Linked DNA regions of Mus musculus: region 2 is linked to region 1. A link is a contact called in public HiChIP or PLAC-seq data. All regions are on one chromosome and are shown on one strand. The core of a region is the stretch at or near the end of the contact, and the rest is flanking DNA. Distances in the headings are between cores, read along the strand shown. Region 1 overlaps Ppp1r16b (protein phosphatase 1, regulatory subunit 16B). Region 2 overlaps Plcg1 (phospholipase C, gamma 1).

Region 1 (2,716 bases), core at 17-2,516:
AAAAAATAATAATAATAAAAGTAAAAAAAAGAAAGAAACCTTTTTCAGCCATCACCTCAACCAGGAGTTCTAAACATAGAAAGAGATCAGAACCAATGAAAGTCACTCTTTTATATATTTAATACACACTAATAAAAACTATTGAAACCAAACCTGGTAGTATAGGCCTGTAATCTCCTCTCCCCTGCCCTCCCTCTCCTTTTCTCTCCACAGGAGCCGGAGATGGGAGAGCGGCAAGTTCAATACCAGCCTGAAAAACTTTGCAAGACTCTGTCTCAAAAGAAAGAAAAATCTGGAGGCACAGTTCATTGGTAGGGGGCTTGCAGCATGGGCCTTTGCAGACAGCAGAATACAGCCTTTCCATGCCTTTAAAAAAAAAAATCTTCAAAGGTTTCTGAAGAAAAAAAAAAAAAGCATCAGTCTGATGCTCATAGGTGGTAACCTCTTTAGAGCCATGCCAGTCAGTCCCCCTGAGGTTCCCGGCCTGGGGAGGGGGACAGCGATGGTATTTAAGAAGAAATGTAAAAGCATCGCTTGGTTTGGTGGCTGTGTTCACAGCTACTGTTTATTTATGGAGGTGACATGAAATTTCCTTTTTTTTTTATATAACTTCATTTCAATCTACAACTAGTGGCTTGATAGTAAAGCAAAATGAAATAGTGTCAGAATTCAGTGTTGGCAGGATATGTAAGTCACTGACATTTGGGGAAGCCGCCTCACAACGACAACTGGTTCTCATGACAACCGTCTTAGAGGAGAACAACTCACATGGGTTTGGGGGGCGTGTTCTGTGGTTTAGTTTTAGTGGTGGGGGGGGGGGGGGGAACCCAAGGCCTTCCATATGCTCTCTGCCGCTGAGTTGCAGCCTCGATCCTAGAAGCACCCATACGAACCCAGCCAATACCTTTCAAGCATTTGCCACACACCAGGACTGTGCTAAGGGATGAGGAAAATAGCTGGTGAAAGGCAGACATGGTCCCTGTCTCACTGATGTATGGCAAACGGGCAAGGGAGTACAGAATGAGCAGCAGCGGAGGCAGGGGCCTGACTCCTACCATGATGCTCTCTCTACAAGCTCCAGACAGTCAGAACTTGTTTACTGTATTGCCCTCTTTGCTCTGGGCGAAGAATTTAAGGACAGTCGACCAGCCCCCTAGAGAAAGCTAGGGACAGCATCTCCCAAGAGCAGTAAAAGGGGCCAGGGCATATTTTCTGTGACTTTGCCCCTCCCACCTTACCCCTTGGGTTCCCTTGCAGCAGGGCCCCAGGACAGTTCCCTCCTGACTGCTAGTTTTCAGGTGACCTAGTTTCCCCCAATAGACCCACACACCTCCTCCGCCCCCATTCGAGAAAACCCTGCTCACGCTAATTAAAGAATTGCCTGGTGCAGGCCAACAGCAGCCAGGCAGCCGCACTCCCTGCGGCCTCCCAGCCCCCCACCCCCACCCCCTGAAGGACTCTGGCCTGGGTGCTGGGAGATCCCAGGAATTCAGGACTCCATTGAGCTTGGAGGTGGCTTCAAGAGACTCTTGCATCCCAGTCCATACTTGGACAGTGGAAACAGAGCAAGGTTATCTATCTGGCCCTGGGAGAACAACAATCTCAGTATTTTAAGGAGGCCAGGCTTCGAGGTAAATCAGTGGAATGGCAATATTTTAAGCTTGGTGCATGGTGAAAGTATCAATGAACCATCACACAGGCCTGTGAGACCTCAGCTCATAAAGGGACTGGGCTGGGGGTATGATATGGGGGTCTGCGCAGGCAATGAGGTCATCAGGAAGTGTGTGCAAGTGTGAGAAAACTGAGTCCAGGGGAAGTAGGGTGGGGTACTGACTTTCCCCAACATCTGGGCCACATACCAAAATAGCTCAATTGTGACCAACAGGAAGTTTAAGGCCAAGGCATTGGGCCCTGGGAGAAGCGGGAACAGGCCACCAAGGTGTCGTCACCTTACCCCCCATCCCCCAGGCTGGCAGAGTCTTAACTTGGTTCTTCTCTATGCACACACTCATCCTTGCTGCCTTGAGGAGAAGGGACCAGGGTGCGCATCTGGGCACCGTGAGATTGGCCCTTAAGGGGAAGAGTGCTCAGTGGAAGCGGAGCCATGGGATAGCAGGAGGCACAACAGATGAAAGGCTGTTGGTGGGGTTGCTCCTGCTACTGAGCGTACTCCTGAGAAGAGCACAGTAATGGGAGGTCTTAGAACTCCTTCATTATCCTGAGCCCTGATTGGTCAGAGGTCTTGGTAAGGGCCTGAGCCCAGACAGGGATTGGTTCTAGGGCAGGCCTAGGCCTTAAGTTGGCCCAACCAGAAGCTTTCTCTTCCCTCTGTCTGAGGAGCCAGGAGACTGAAGCCAAGGTGCTCTGAAGGCAGTCTCTACATGCAGCCAGTGCTTGGTGGTAAAGGAGATGAATAAGGGGTCCTTTGAACAATGAGACGCTGGACTCCAGCTAGCCAAACCAACACACCTCATATATTATATAACCCAGTTCCTTATTACCCAGAATATCTTAAAGTGCGGCAAGGATGCTTTTAAAGATGCAGGTCTAGGGACCCCAGGAAGGGTTGTGGCCTCTTGCAGAAGACTATTATCAATATGCGGACTTTCCCCTACAAAGGCCATTACAGACTCAACAGGTCTAAGTGGAAGGCCAGCCTTGAGGAAGGGAAGAAGGTCAAGGCTGGGTTCCAACAGCATTCATGTGTGTTGACTTG
Region 2 (2,700 bases), core at 201-2,700, 2.1 Mb before region 1:
CTGTAACTTCTCTGCCTCCTGTCCCAGACCCATGCCCTGTTACAAATGTTTACGTGAACCCTCTTCCTCTCTTCTAAGCCTGATCTGACTCCTGCTGCCAGCCCAGGACCTCTCTTCCCTCTTGCCTTACACTCATTCAGGTGATCGAGAGTACTTAATGCTCAACATTTCCTAAGCCCATCCATCACAATCCTGTCTTGAGTTTGTTCTTTTGGGTGCCTTATCTAAGGCCTGGCCACATCAGTTGCCTTCTCTAGAGGAGCTCGCTGGGGGTTGGAGGCCTTGGCTCCCGGGCAGGCCCACATGTTGCCCCCACAGATCCCAGTAGCACCTTCTAAGCTGTGGCAGGTTCTCACCCTGGCATCTGCAGTCTGGGCAACTTCACGGATCTTTTTCACCCAGTCCTGTAACTCCTCCTGTGAGTCAGCTGCAACATCCAGGGACCACTGAGCCACTGATGGCATGCTGATGGAGAAGACGAAGAGCCGGTTGTTTTTGCCCTCAGGACGGATGGCTGTTGGGGGTAAAATAATACAGGGCTAGGAATGCTCTCTGGGCTTTCTAATGCTGTGAACCCTTCAATATAGTTCCAACCATAAAATTTTTTCATTGATATTTCATAATTTTGCTACTATTTATGAATTATACTGTAAATATCTGATATGCAGCGTATCTGATATGCAAACCCTGGGAAAGGGTTGTTAGGCCTCCAAAGGGGTTAAAACCCACAGTTTGAGAACCACAGCCATAGACACTGGCTCAAAGGAATTCATTCCATTTCTTCCTGGCCATACTTATAAGCAGGCAAAACTGGTATATAGATCCGATTTACAGAGGATACTGTAGCTCAGACATACCATAGTAGTTATGGTGGAACCAAGGCTCCAACCCAGCTGAGACTCATGCCTCTTCCTTGGAGCCATGCACTGTAGCCCCCACCCTAACCCATCTCCAAGCTTCTGTCACAATGCTGTGGTCTAAACCATTAGGACTGGATGTCAGTCTGTCAACATCTCTGCCAACTTTTGACTCCACTGTACTTGGCAGAGGGTAAAATTTGGGGATGACAAAAGAGTCTGGGACTTCCATAGTATAAGAGTAGCCTCTGGGAACTCGGCCACTGGATTCCTCTCCAGAAGCAGGAGGAGTGACAAGGACACCCTGACACTAAGAGGAATCATGAGCTAGGAATTAGATCTCACCGATCTGACAAGCTGGCACATCTAAGACCCCTCGCAGCAAGTCCCCCAGTGGGCTGTTCTCATCCAGGTGCTGTAGGAAGCAAAACCCCAGGATGGTCAGCATCGCTGCCGCAGGCTCAGCTGAGGGAACTTTTTGACGATCTTTTAGGTCTACTCATGACCAGCCAAGCATGACATAGGTACAAGAGAGACTAGAGTGTAGCCACACAGGATGTGTGGCTCACAGATGACAGGAAGGCCTGGGTGTGATAGACACATCAAAAGAAAACCTGGGGACAGGGAAACAAACCCGTGACACAGAGTGGTTCCAGACATACCTCCCTCTCAGGCTCTAGGACTGCTGGATTGATCATCTCTTCCACATAGTTTGAGGGGAACCACAGCTGCTTCTTCCCACCATAGTCCCCTCGCCACCTGTGGAAGCCACAGGGTACTGACTCCAGCAACTGCCCCAAACTCACAAGCTCTTCCTGGGGGGTTCCCACACATAAGTCAGGCCAAGGCAGACACTGCTAGTGAGCATGAGACAGATGCTCTCAAAGCATACTGTCACAAGTGCTTTCAGTGACAGCTCCACAGAGGCCCCGGCCTCCTGTCCCACCACACCACAGGCTTTCTAGCCTGGATGGTTTATCTCACCAGCCACCATCTTGCTTTTCCACATTCTGGATGATGGCACTCTTGGTGAAGGTCAGCTCATCCTCTCTCTGGGCCTTGTAGTCGAAGAGGGCTTTTACTGCACACTGCAGAGGTGAGACAGTGGGATTGGATTGTGTGGAGTAAAGCAGAGGGCAGTCCCCATCCTTTAACCTAGTACAGCACATGTGCATACATGTGCCTACATGTGCCTGGGCTTACGCTAGTGGGCAGTGCCACTGTTGGCAAGTGACCCTAGACACAGGTCTTAATGCTGTCTTGGGGTAAGTTTCAGAACAAGCAGGATGGGTTTTCTCCAGGGAAATTCTTGGCCACCCAGGTAGAGTCTTTGGCACTCTGTCTGGGGTCTGCTCCCACAAGCCAGGGCTGAGGTCCAGTAAGAGTAAGTGCACAGCCCTGTGGAGCTCCCTCCATAGTTAAGACTCTTACAGGGCAATGTGCTACATTAAAGAAAAGGTCAAAACCAAGAAGACCCTAAGATCTTCATAACGAAGGGAATGCCTGGACAGTGTGCCATCTGGCCCCTGTTCTACTTACTACCCATGGAAGACACGGGGATCACTCTGAAGGAATGGTGACAAAGGGCCAGTTCTAACCCAAGACACTGGCTATAAAGTGGTTGATCCCTGGAGATTTATGGTCATTTACCAACCACACATCTTAAAATCTCTTGAGCCTCAGAAAACCACAACTAACACTTGTTTCTCCACACCTACCACAAAAGGGCCCAGAATACAGAAATATAAGCCCCAAGCAGTAGGGAACCCCTCCTTCCTTGTGGCTTCCTGTGCCAAGCACAGATATTTACCTTGAAAGTTGGCATAGGGTTTGCCTCCACATA

Evidence for each region. HiChIP or PLAC-seq counts read pairs in DNA pulled down with a chosen protein or histone mark.
Region 2: an H3K27ac HiChIP or PLAC-seq map of double positive thymocytes shows a contact between it and region 1, with 6 times the contacts expected there. The contact joins two enhancer-like sites. A contact is called at or near these places in 1 of 115 datasets of contacts at active chromatin or transcription factors (double positive thymocytes) and 1 of 9 other capture datasets (embryonic stem cells).

The regions. Positions count from the first base shown.
Region 1 is chr2:158,688,406-158,691,121 of GRCm38.p6, reverse strand. The region is part of intron 1 of Ppp1r16b (protein phosphatase 1, regulatory subunit 16B); the gene reads right to left. Among named protein-coding and RNA genes, the nearest start is that of Ppp1r16b, 23 kb to the right of the region's middle. Within about 2 kb of position 1,266, at least 67 of the 459 cell types and tissues checked have an H3K27ac peak or open chromatin away from gene starts, as enhancers often do. A contact at or near this core is called in double positive thymocytes, where this site is marked.
Region 2 is chr2:160,755,786-160,758,485 of GRCm38.p6, reverse strand. Plcg1 (phospholipase C, gamma 1) reads right to left here. Exons shown (of 34, transcript NM_021280.3): 21 at 2,668-2,700; 22 at 1,842-1,945; 23 at 1,520-1,616; 24 at 1,203-1,272; 25 at 357-514. Among named protein-coding and RNA genes, the nearest start is that of Plcg1, 26 kb to the right of the region's middle. Within about 2 kb of position 1,450, at least 55 of the 459 cell types and tissues checked have an H3K27ac peak or open chromatin away from gene starts, as enhancers often do. A contact at or near this core is called in double positive thymocytes, where this site is marked.